3 separate regions of the Mus musculus genome follow, and all the other regions are linked to region 2. Evidence: chromatin contacts called from public HiChIP or PLAC-seq data. All regions are on one chromosome and are shown on one strand. The core of a region is the stretch at or near the end of the contact, and the rest is flanking DNA. Distances in the headings are between cores, read along the strand shown.

Region 1 (4,126 bases), core at 354-2,853, 890 kb after region 2:
CCCAGTATCCAGCACTGTCACAAAACACAGACCCATAGCCTACCGCTCCGCTTGCAGAGCTGCCCCGCCCCCGCGTCTTCTTCACAGTTGATATGTCACATTGGAGTCCGAACACGGACCTGGGTGTCTCTCTGCAGCGCGCCATTTACATTTCTCTCTCGATCTGTCAACCTGTCTGGGCTCCCTTCTCTCTCTCTCTGTCTCTGTCTCTCCCTCTCCCGCTCTGGGGCCGTCTGTCAGTCTCTTTTCGAAGCTTTGTCTCTCTGTCTCTGTTTCTGTCTCTGATTTCTCGGCTGTCCGTTTCCTGCTCATTCCCTAGTTTCTCTCTCTCTCTCTCTCTCTCTCTCTCCTTTCATTTCTCTCTGCTGCTTCTGCTGCTATGTGCTATGAGACACCCCCCCCCCCAAATTCATAGAGGCCAGGGTGGGAATGACAGATTTGCCTTTTCCCAGACTGGTCAACAAGTACCGATTGAGCCCTTTGCCATGTTCTGTATTTGGTTGGGGGCACCGAGGGACGTGTGATGGCGAATTGCTATTTATTTCTGTTTTCTGTTTGTTATATATGAGTCCCCCTTGCCCCTTGTTTAGCTCTGCATTCCCCCTCTGAGGTTTTATACGTATATTGTAGCCTGACCCCTGTTTACCCCATCACTGTGTTTATCTTCCTTTAAGCGCTGAGAATACCAAACTCCAGCTACAGGGTGAAAGTGAGGATACATACGGTGAGGGCTGAGAATCGCTGCAGAGCCCTGGGAGCAGGCAGGGAACCTGGAGGCCCGGGGCTCGGCGGAGAGGTGGGGGGAGATGGCGCGGCCTGCCCCGCCCCCGTGCTTCCCGCTCTGGGCGCCAGGGGTCGCTCCGCCTGCGGCCGCTTATAGTGGCTCCTGCCGCGCAGCGACTCACACCACCCGCACTGCTGCCAGGGAGGAAGGTTAGGGACGCAGAGAGGGAGAGCGCTTGCTGGAGAGGGACGCCTGGCTAGGGCTCTGATGAGGGCTGCGGCCACCGCGGCCGTAGGAGGCAGGTAGTGCTTTCCACGAGCTAGAGTGCAAAATCTCTGACGAGGTCGCGTCCAGAGAGAGCCCCCCACCTCACCTCCCGCGCCAGCTCAGAGCCTGGGACGTCGGGAGAGCGGGGAGAGGTCCCCGGTCTAGCCGGGAGAAATCAGCGAGGGGAGCCCGGGACCAGGCACAGCTGTCCGCAAGAAAGCAACTGTCTGGAGAGGTGGCATCTTAGACCTGTGAGAAACCAGCCGTCCAAGAAGCTGCAGGTTTCAGGCGCCCTGAATCATTAGAACTGCACCCGAGGGTAATATCAGACTGTAGGTTCTGAACCCTCAAGGGCTGTCCTTGGCCCAGCTCACGGGGAGATCGCCACCCTGACAGGCGGTTTGGGGAACAGCACTGCTGTCACAGAAGGAATTCGCCGCGGCAAGGTGGTCCGGCACAGCCGTCGGGAGATCCAGACCGGGGCCCGAGCCCGCGGAGAGCCCCGGGCCCCCGCCACCATTGCGCCCAAAAGTGAGGAGGATTTGCTGGCCCTGGCCGCGTCACGGCTGAGCCGCCGCAAGCGGGTGGCGGGCGCAGCCGTCGGGGTGGCCATGGTGCTGCTGCTGCTGGTAGCCATCCCGCTACTGGTGCACAGCTCTCGCGGACCAACACACTATGAGATGCTAGGTCGCTGTCGCATGGTGTGTGACCCCCACGCATCCCGAGGCCAAGGCCCCGACGGCGCGCCCGCCTCGGTGCCTTCCTTACCTCCAGGTGCCAAGGGAGAGGTGGGGCGGCGAGGGAAGGCAGGCCTGCGGGGGCCACCAGGACCCCCAGGTCCCAGAGGGCCCCCTGGAGAGCCAGGCAGGCCAGGACCCCCAGGTCCTCCTGGCCCAGGCCCTGGAGGGGCAGCGCCCCCTGCCGGCTATGTACCCCGAATTGCCTTCTACGCGGGTCTAAGGCGGCCTCACGAGGGTTATGAAGTGTTGCGCTTTGACGACGTGGTGACCAACGTGGGCAACGCTTACGAGGCAGCCAGCGGCAAGTTCACCTGCCCCATGCCAGGAGTCTATTTCTTCGCTTACCATGTGCTCATGCGAGGCGGTGACGGTACCAGCATGTGGGCCGATCTGATGAAGAACGGACAGGTGAGGTTGCCCCTCTACTTAGCCCCAGATCCTGCTAATGACTTCCTAAAACTCCCCGCGCTCAGCTCACAATCCAGCTTCTCCCCTGAAACACTATCAGGGTATCCAAGACTGGCAAGGTTACCAAACTTCTAATGTCACTCAATTTAGTCAAAGAGGAGGAATTGGGGGGGGGGGCGTCTGGAAAAGAAAATCACCTGACAGGACAGTAGGCTGAGGTCAGAGCTAGAACTCAGGACTCAAAGGCCCCAACCTCCACGCTCCAACCTCCGACTGTAGCCTGCCAAATCAAATGTCCGTGGCACCTTCCCCAGCCCATAGCTTCTTCTTTCTTTCTTCCTTGAGCTGCCCTCTCTATTGGGGTGGTCTTCCCAGTCAGTGGGTTTCCTGGCCCTGGCATGGAACAAGCTATTAGAGAACCTGGTTTCAGGGAATGGAATGGGATCTCTTGTTTTGGGTAGTGGCAGTCTCCCCCCAGGGGAAGTCATTCAGCTTGAATTTTCAAAGAGAAGTGAAAGGGGGTGGAGGGGAGAAAACACTAACTGGCCTCTCTACTAGATCTTATTTGTTTATCCCCAGGACCTGGAGCCAAACCTAGACCAAGCTTTCCTCCCAGTTAATACTGATTGTGTAGGCAGATGTGGACAAGGGTCTCTGGCTCCAGGGGCTATATAAGTGGTGGGGTAAACCAGATTGGATTTGGAAAAGCTAGGAGACAATGGACAGGAAGAAGGGAGGCCTGGTCTTTGGGGCCTAAGCCCACCCTGGGAACCTCTCAGATTCCTCTAGGTGTTGCCCCAGTGGGGAGTCAAAAAGCATTGCCACCTAAGATTTGAGGGGATAGCACCCCCAAAGACCCACATATTTGAACAAGCAAGATGCCATAGGGCTGAGTGGAGAGAGCTGCCTGTACTCTGCAGGATGAAGAAGGTTTGGACTGAACAGTGACCTTTGAATGTTCCATGGGAGGGGTGGGGCCCTGGTGCATCAGGCCTACTGCTCAGGATCCCTTAAGCCTTAAGCCTTGAGCCCTGCTAGATTGCTGAAAAGCTCTCGGACCCCAAGAGGACACCGCCCAGCCCACCTTCTGCTTCAGTTTCGGGGTCTGTTCCTAGCAAGCCTTCCCACCGGAGGGTGAGGAAAGGGAGTTGCCAGGCTATGCAAGTCTTTATGGGGTTGATAGTGTTTGCAAGGGAGTGAGTGTCCACAGGATCCAAGTGTCTCTGTGACCGTGGAATGCCAGAGTGTGAGCAGAGCTTGGTGTCTTCCTTCTCGTGGCATCAAGTAGGTAGACTCAGTCTGTGCCAGGAATCAGGGTGGAGTGTGGCGGTTTTAGAGGGGGTGGTGCGGTGCAAGCTCCCATTCTGTATTCCATGGAGCCAACACTGCGGGCCTGGGAATGGTAAATAATGATTAGAATAATGATGAATAATTAATGATTTAATAACCAGTCCCGATGGGATGGAAACTGGGGGAAGGGGCTGGTGGTGTGACTGCTGCAGACCAGAGATCAGAGACCAAAGGCAGTCCCTCACATGGTAGGGGACCAGGTGACACTCCCCAGGGAAGCCCAGGAGGCCAGAGGGAAACAGTTCACTTTCCTACTGGTACAACACAGGTATAGCATAGGTGTAGACACGTTTGCACCTCAGGAAAGCTAATTTAGAAATTCCAAGACAACATAGAATCCTAGAAGTATCCTGAAAGCTTTTCTTTTTTTGGGGGGGGCACAAGAATAGCAATACTATATAACATTTTCTATATACAGAACATGGCTCTGAACTCCACAAGTAATTTACTCATTTAATCTTAACCACCTCGTGAGATAGGTTCCATTATTATTACCCCGTATTGCTCTAGTAGTGGCCCAGAGAAGACAAGTGTGTGCCCAAGACATGCCAGAGAAGCTCTGTGAACTCCTAGCCCAGTGGCTCTTCCTAATGCTGAAACTCTTTTAATACAGTTCTTCATTTTGTAGTGGTCCCCA
Region 2 (4,028 bases), core at 1,070-3,569:
GTAGCGATATTACTTATCTATGTGAATGTCCTTAAAAACACCAAAGAAGGACCTGCAATGCTTTGTAGGTAAAGGCACTTGCTGGTAGGCTAGACATCCTGAGTTTGAACCCTCAGGACAGAACCTAGAAAAGCTGTCCTGACCTCTGTAATATACAAGCATCACCCTCAACAAAAACCTGTACTATAAATTAAAAGAAACTTTAATGTGAATGTCAGTTGTCCAGCACTTGGTACTCTTAAGAACTGCCTATAGGGCTGGAGAGATGACTCAGAGGTTAAGAGCACTGACTACTCTTCCAAGGGTCCTGAGTTCAAATCCCAGTAAGGCAGGGGGATTTCTGAGTTTGAGGCCAGCCTGGTCTACAAAAGTGAGTTCCAGGACAGCCAGGGCTATACAAAGAAACCCTGTCTCAAAAAACAAAAAACAAAAAAAGAAAGAAGCAAGAAATGTGTAAGATCACAAAGTAAATCAATTACCATTATCAAAATATTGTAAAATTGTTGATATGTTAGACAAATCAGGGTTTTTTGTTTTGGTTGGTTTTTCAAGACATGGTTTCTCTGTGTAGCCCTGGCTGTCCTGGAATTGGATCTGTTCACCAGGATGGCCTAACCAACCTGCCTCTGCCTCCCAAGTGCTGGAATTAAAGATGTGTACCACCCCCCCCCCTGAATTCTAACTGGTTTTAATATATTTCAAAACATTAATTTTCAATAAACTACATATGAGAAAATGATGAACTGAGTGACTAATGAGCATATTAACTAAATTTACATAGTAGTTTGGTGGAAAATACAATAATAATTCATTAGCAGAGCCAGGAGTAGAGGTGCACTCTGGGAGGTAAAGGCATATACTATGTCTAAACTTGGAAATATGCCTTTTATCCCAGGGCTCAGGAAGCAGAGGCAGTCAGATCTCTGGGTTTGAGGCCAGTCTGGTCTAAAGAGGAGTGCCAGGTAAGCCAGGGCTACAAAGAAAAAACCCTGTCTCCGGGGGTGGGGTGAACAATATTTGCACGGCATGGTAATTCCTAAAAAGGAAACTAAGCCCTGCTTACAATAAAACCTGATTTCTTGTCCTTTTCAAAACCAAGGTGAACTTAAATTAATAACAACAAAATAAACAGAAAGATTGAGTCCACTGTTCGAAATTTTTAGTGGACTGTTTCAAATATCCAAATGAATACATACTACTGACCTTCAGCATACATTAATTAAGCGTCTTTAACGCCTAATTTTTAGGATCCCAAACTTATCAACTGAAAGGTAGATCAGTAATGAGGGAAAATGAGTATAGAAGATATAAGCAGTTATTTGCTTAATATACAATACACGTGTTTGTGTGAAAATGTCCTTATGTAACACAATACCAAGTACAACGAATATACACAATGAAAAATAAGAATTGCTTATTTACTTTATGCCAGACTACCCTAAGATTCTCCCACCACCACTCTGAACACTCTTTGCCCCTAAGTTAGCCCCATCTTCCAAGTCCATTATACAACCTGTGATTCCGTCTCTCATGAAAAGATTCTTTTTATGGGCATAGTTAACAAATGCCAAGTTGCAAAGTTGCAGCTTTGCTGGATTGACGTTTTCACAATGTAAGAACAATATGATCTGGAATCTACTCAAAGCATTTGCCAGGCAGTCAGCTGATGCTCACTCAACACAACCGGGCAGAAACGAGAGAAATTAAACTTCATTATTTGTCTAAGACAGGTAATCACTACCTTGAAATCTCAAACAGGCGGACGGTAGACGGTCCAATAGAAACGGTATTTCCACCGATCCAACACCACCACAAAACCCCGGCTTCACCTAAGTTTCTCTCCTCCTTTGCAATTTTCCTTGTAACTGGCCCCGAACAGGTTCGCGGAATCAACCCGCACCACGCAGCCGCAGCCCGAGTAACTTTTACAAAAGGTCAGAGCGGTGCCTTTCAAGGCTTCCGACCCCTGTGGGGCTTCGCCGTTCGCACCAGCTCGCTTTCTCCCCCCGCACCCCCCTCGAACGTTCCAGAGCCGGCGGACGCAACCCAACAAAATTTTGGTGCAGCTTGGGGGGTCCGGAGGTGGGGGGAGCGGGCGAGCTTTCTACTCTCTTAAAAAAAAAAAAAAACAACAACAACACGCCCCTCCCCAGTTAGCGAGACAAAACCCCACCGCGCCCGCAGTTCCCCTTCTCCCGCGCTCCCACATGTTGCTCGCTCCGTCCCAGGCGGCCCCGCGAGGCCTCGCTCACCCCCAGCGCGCCCACCTGATCGCCCTTTCTCCGCAGGCTCCGCCCCCGCCGCCCGCCCGCCCGCTCGCCTCCTTCAGGAGCTCCATATGGGACACCCTCGGCTCCCTCGGCTCCTCACGCCACCTCAGCCCAGCCCCCGACGCGCCGCCTTCCCTTTCCCTGCCGCCGGGGGCCTCGACCCACACAGGCTCCTCGGGCCTGCGGAGGGCACAGCGGGGCTGCACGGCCTGCACGGCCCAGGTGCTGTGTCAGCCTCTCGTCGGGCTCCGCGGCGTGGACGGCCTGGAAAGTCACATGGCGGTGGGACCGGCCCGCGCCCCGAACACTCCGGCTCTTCTCAGAGCCCGACCGGGCGACCCGAGCCACTCACCTCAACGAAGAGCAACATGTCTGCTTCCGCTCGGCCCGATCGTTCACGCTGCCGCGACTCCAACTGGCTCCCAGGCCCGGGCCCCGGTCGGTAGGATAAGGACACTCGCCTTGCCCCTCCACCCGGCAGTGGACCCGGCTCCTCCCCCGCCGTCAGCCGCTGCGCCCTGACCCGCCCAGTCCCTCCTCCCGGGAAGCAACAACTGTTTCCGGTTCTGGAGGAAAACTGCTTCCGGGGGCGGAGGGCCTGCCCGCCCCTGTGCGTGCTTCGCTCCGGCAGGCTCGTCTGTGGCGGCGAAGGCGAAAGTGTGTGGTACGTGTCGCGTGTGGGTCGACGCCCGGGAGGCCGCGCCGGGCTGTGCAAAACGCTCACTAAAGCATTTGTACTTTCTACCAAAAAGCTGACACCGCACTGCTAACCCTTGCGCAGATTCGTGGTTAAAAACCTAGGTCCGATTAAAAAGCGACCGAGTGCACCCGCCCCTGCTGATGACGTACTGGCTCCTCCCGCCCCTCATTAGAAAAAAAAAAAAAAAAGCTGAAGAGGGAGCTAAGATACTCTTCAGCTACTCAGTGCTTGTACTTTACTAAGCATTTTGCATAAGTTAATCTTAAGACCCTATGAATGTATTGTTGGAGGAGTGCTGGAACAGTCAGATTCCTTTCGCTACAACTTTGATAAAACTTTAGCCCAAGCCCCTCGGAATCAGGTCTCATTAACATAATGATGCTCCGCTGTGATGCTTAATGCTCTACTAAAAATAATTAGCCTAGATCTCTTCTTTATTATGTTTTCATAGTCAAATAAAATAGTATACAAATATTTAATTATTTTTACTAGAGTTATTCTTCCTCTACCAGTCTCTATTGCTCCAGTTTCAAACACTTTTTTTTTTTTTAATTTAAAAAAACATGAGCCGGGCGTGGTGGCACACGCCTTTAATCCCAGTACTTGGGAGGCAGAGGCAAGCGGATTTCTGAATTCAAGGCCAGCATGGTCTACAGAGGGAGTTCCAGGACAGCCAGGGCTACACAGAGAAACTCTGTCTCAAAAAAAACAAAAAAATAAAAAATTTACATATATATATTTGTGTGTGTGTGTGTTTCCGTTTTTTTGAGACAGGGTTTCTGTGTAGACTAGGTTGTTCCCGGAACTCACTTTGTAGACCAGGCTGGCTTGAACTCACAGAGATCTACCTATCTGCCACCTGAATGCTGGAACAACACCTTAAAGTGATGTTTTCATTTCATCAACTCTTGCTTGTTTTCTTGTTTTTTTTTTTTTTTTTTTTCCCCACTTTGAGACAGGGTTTCTCTGTGTAGATCTTGGCTGTCCTAGAACTCACTTTGTGGACCTGGCTGGCCTAGAACTCAGAAATCCGCCTGCCTGTGCACCCCCACCCCCAC
Region 3 (3,940 bases), core at 1,003-3,502, 630 kb before region 2:
ATAATAGTTTTGTAAATGATTTTGAAAGTAAAGTGTTGGTTTCCCTGGGGATAAGGTCATGTTAGTGACCCCATCTATAGGGATGGTTTCTTACCCATTATTCTCACTTAAAATCTTGGCCTAAGAGGGGCGTGGCAGTGCACGCCTTTAATCCCAGCACTTGGGAGGCAGAGGCAGTCAGATTTCTGAGTTCCAGATCAACCTGGTCTACAGAGTGAGTTCCAGGACAGCCAGGGCCAAAAACCAAACCAAAAGCCAAAAAAAAAAAAAAAAAAGAACTTGGCCTAGGTTACCAGGAACGTGTAAATAAGAAAAGGAATAAGAGAAAACAAAACAGACAGATTGCCATGAGAACTACAGCTCCAGGGAAGAGTTCCACAACCGATTCCAGGAGGCCTCCCCTCCCCCTCTTGAGGTCAATCGCCTCAATGTGTGGAACTTATCACACAGATCCTACTGGAGATGGTGTAGCAGAGGCTGGCTATGAGCACATGGAGAGGGGAGGAAGGGAATGGGGAGAGAGTGGGAGCAAGAGGGCAAGAGAGGAGCAAGAGAGCAGGAGGGGGCAAGCAGCCCCTTTTATAGTGGGTCAGGCCTACCTGGCAGTTGCCAGATAACTGTGGAGTGGAGCTTAGACAGTACACTAACAGTATGTGTTGTGTGTGTGCCTATATGTGTGAATGTGTGTGTGTTCGAGGATGAGCGGGTGTGCATGTGTTTGCGTGTGTGTACGCTCGTGGGGAATGTGTGGGGTGTGTCTCTGAGCATATGTGGGGCTGTGTAGGGTGTCTGGGGGAATGTATCTCTGTGTGGTGTGTGTGTGTGTGTGTGTGTGTGTGTGTGTGTGTGAGAGAGAGAGAGAGAGAGAGAGAGAGAGAGAGAGAGAGAGACTTTGTTGTTCAGGCTGCATCCTAATTCACAGGTTCATTCGGTTTGCTGCCTCTCCAGCAGCCGGTCCTACAGGTGGGACGGTGCCCGGCTCAGGCTACCTCTGTTTGTAAAACTAAACTGTATCGTTTGCCTAGACCGCAAATGGATGGACGCGCTGGGATAAAACCCCAAGCTTTCTGGTTCTTGACCCTTTAGTTAGTCTCACCCGCAGTGCCTCCTCCATGGCCCCAGGAAAACAGCGGACAGCCCAGCTCTGCGGCACCAGTAGCCAGCATGATGCAGGCAGCCTGGAGTGTACCTGTTGGTCAAACCCAGCCGATGCTGCTCCCCTCTCCTCCTGAGTGTGTGCTTCCACTGGAGACGTTTAAGGGACTGTCTGGCAAGGGCTCTACAGTTCATCATTTCTCCTATTGCTGCTTCTGCACGGCCTACCGAGATCATCCTAGACCACGGAAGCACGGGTGTGGGGTGAGGGCGAAGAGGGAAACACTGTTGGGAATCCACTTGGCTGCGTTGATAACGCTCTTCTCTGGTGACTCCCTTCATTCTTTCTCGCTCTCCTGGTCTTCCTTCTTTTGTCCATTATGTCCCAAACCTTCGTTCCCCTGGCCCCTAATCGGCCTCTGAGTCTCCCTCTACCTTCAAAAGTCAGTAGATATAACAAACCCTCCCCACCATCACGGTCCCCAAAACAGTGGCTTGTTTTTCTCCATCGCGTCAAACTTTGCCTTTCTTTTCACACCTTCGTGTGCTGCTTGACTAGCCCGCAGGCTGCAGGTGGGACCCCGCCCCTCCTGAAGGTGGGAAAGCGAGCTAGCTCAGCAGAGCGTCCGGGACCCTGGTCCCTCTGGGATGTGCACAGCTGCTCCGGAGACCCTGAGCCTTAGTGACGTCCGAGTTCCCTCTCCTTTACGGCCTAGAGGACAGACGTGAACTTGAGGTTGGCCGTTGAGAAGGGCAGTTGACCACCAGAGAGTCACGGTTGTCACTGCTCAATCCTCGGCTGAAGGGAAGGCGACACGGGGTCCCCTATCGAGACTCCAGTCCTGCTCTCCAAGGGGGCTGAGTCAAGCGGCCCCACAGGCCCTGGGTCCCAGTCCCCGCGAGGCCTGGGGTTCCTACCCACCCCCACGCGCAGCTCGCAGCTTCCCAGACCCCCCCTCCTTTTCCTGACCGCCGCCCCCGGCGGCTGGCGCGGGAGGTGCAGCATGCGGCAAAGCGCTTTGCATAAATTATGCTCATGACGCAGCAGCTAAAAAAATCCAAGTAGCAGAAGGAGGGAAAGGGGGGGAGGGAGGAGGGGGCGAGGAGGGGACTGCACCTGGCCGCCCCCGCCCCCGGCGTCCCGGCCCGTGCGTGGCCCGCAACCCACCGCCGCTCCGCTCTGCCAGCCCCGGCGGGGGGCTCAGGGGGCGGCGGGTCCCGAGTGGCTCCGGGCCGAGCGAGCCGGGCCGAGCCGCTCCGGCTTCTTTGTCTGCGGGCGGCCGCCCCGGCCGCGGCCCCCTGGCCCGGGCTGGGGGATGAGTGTCTAGCCGGTGGCCGCTGGGCAGCCGGGGAGCGGGAGGCTGGGCTTCGGGCTCCGGTGAGTAGCGGGGTCCGGGGCGGGGAGGGCTTTGCACGGAGGGGGAGGGGGCCGGGCAGGGGAGGTTTCGAATTTGGTTAATATGCAATGCCCGTAATTAGCATAATTTATATATTTATGATAAAGAGAGAAAAAGGCGCGGGGCCGGGGCGGCGGGCTGCGGCCCCGGAGGCTGGAGCTCTGGGAGTCGAGGGCCGCGCTCTGCCCACCTGGGGCCGCAGACCCCGGGCCGCACCCTGGTCTCCGGTCCCCGCGGACACTCGAGGAGGGGCGGCCGCTTGGGTGGACGCCCTGCCCTGGTGGGGGGCGGGGTGTCGGGGAGAGGCACGTAGAGTCCTGGATCCCGGGACGCTTGGGTTCCCTGGCGACCTGTCACCGCTACTCCGGAGAAAGGGCTGGTGGGACTCTGGGGGGCAGAGACCTCGCTGTCACTGGAAGGATGGGGGAATGGTGGGAGGGTCACCGTCGATCAGAGCGTGAGCACTTCATAAATATTTAATGACAGTATTAGTATTAATAATGTCATAAAACGGGCCCACTATCTCCTCCCGGGACATTTGCACCTGGCAAGGCTGAGGGATCTCCAGAGTGGCTTCTAAGCCACTTCAGCGCTAAGATCGCCTCCTCGGGCTTGGGTGGGAAGCCTGAAACCTTTACAGAGTAGTCGCTGCAGCTGGGCAGGAGAAAATGAAAGCCTGCTCAAAAGCTTCCCTAGGCCAAAGACAGGAAGCTCCTAGCAGACACAGAGACTGTAGCCTGTTGGCTCCCTGGCATTCCTTGCTCACAAAATAGAAGGCGGGGCCCCCAGTTCCATGCATATATACCCGTCGCTTTGGTAATCTACGACAGTCAACACTGCAAACCGGCATGCTGGGCGTGTATTCCGTTTTGATTGAAGTTTGTGAGCAGGATATTTCTGTGACTCGGGGGCCTCTTTACATATGTAAAGCAGAATCACATTCATTCCTTCTATGGTACTTCAATAAAAAAAAATCAGTGTGCGAGAGCCGCACTCAGACAAAGCCCCACCTGTCCTGGAAGGAGCAAGACAAACAAACTCGGAAAAAAACAAAAAAAAAAAAATCAGATCAGGTAAAGCCAGAGAGAGAGAAACAGAGAAGACACGCTGGTTTCTGTTTCTTCCTAGAGGCACTAACTATTTGGCAACTAAGAAAAGTAAAACTGTTGATGCACAGCTGTAACCCCAGCAGCCAGGTGTGAAACTGCAGCCGGAGGATCAAAGACTAAAGCTTGATAGTGAGACTGGGCCTTAAAAACTCAAGGCAAACAAAACAAAACCCCAAGCCAAACACCCATTTCTATAAATGTAAAACAAAAAGGGGCACTTGCGGTTTGATGGCTCAGCAGCAGGTAAAGGCATTGGCTGCCAAGCCTGACACTCTTAAGTGTGGCCCTTGAACCTTGAGAAGTAGAGAACAAACTCCTGCAAGTTGTCTGCTCTTCGAA

Evidence for each region. HiChIP or PLAC-seq counts read pairs in DNA pulled down with a chosen protein or histone mark.
Region 1: an H3K4me3 HiChIP or PLAC-seq map of stem cell-derived neural progenitor cells shows a contact between it and region 2, with 4 times the contacts expected there. The contact joins the promoter of C1ql4 here to the promoter of 2310068J16Rik in region 2. A contact is called at or near these places in 3 of 39 promoter capture datasets (hippocampal neurons and liver) and 1 of 115 datasets of contacts at active chromatin or transcription factors (stem cell-derived neural progenitor cells).
Region 3: an H3K27ac HiChIP or PLAC-seq map of extraembryonic endoderm stem cells shows a contact between it and region 2, with 4 times the contacts expected there. The contact joins the promoter of Pou6f1 here to the promoter of 2310068J16Rik in region 2. A contact is called at or near these places in 2 of 39 promoter capture datasets (cranial neural crest and hippocampal neurons) and 2 of 115 datasets of contacts at active chromatin or transcription factors (epiblast stem cells and extraembryonic endoderm stem cells).

The regions. Positions count from the first base shown.
Region 1 is chr15:99,085,205-99,089,330 of GRCm38.p6, reverse strand. It overlaps C1ql4 (complement component 1, q subcomponent-like 4), which reads left to right and starts at 1,603. Exons shown (of 2, transcript NM_001024702.1): 1 at 1,603-2,139. The coding sequence starts at 1,603.
Region 2 is chr15:99,971,578-99,975,605 of GRCm38.p6, reverse strand. 2310068J16Rik (RIKEN cDNA 2310068J16 gene) reads left to right here and starts at 2,319. Exons shown (of 1, transcript NR_028124.1): 1 at 2,319-3,439. It overlaps Larp4 (La ribonucleoprotein domain family, member 4), which reads right to left and starts at 2,826. Exons shown (of 16, transcript NM_001024526.2): 1 at 2,623-2,826. The coding sequence starts at 2,640.
Region 3 is chr15:100,598,296-100,602,235 of GRCm38.p6, reverse strand. Pou6f1 (POU domain, class 6, transcription factor 1) reads left to right here and starts at 2,252. Exons shown (of 11, transcript NM_001304965.1): 1 at 2,252-2,473.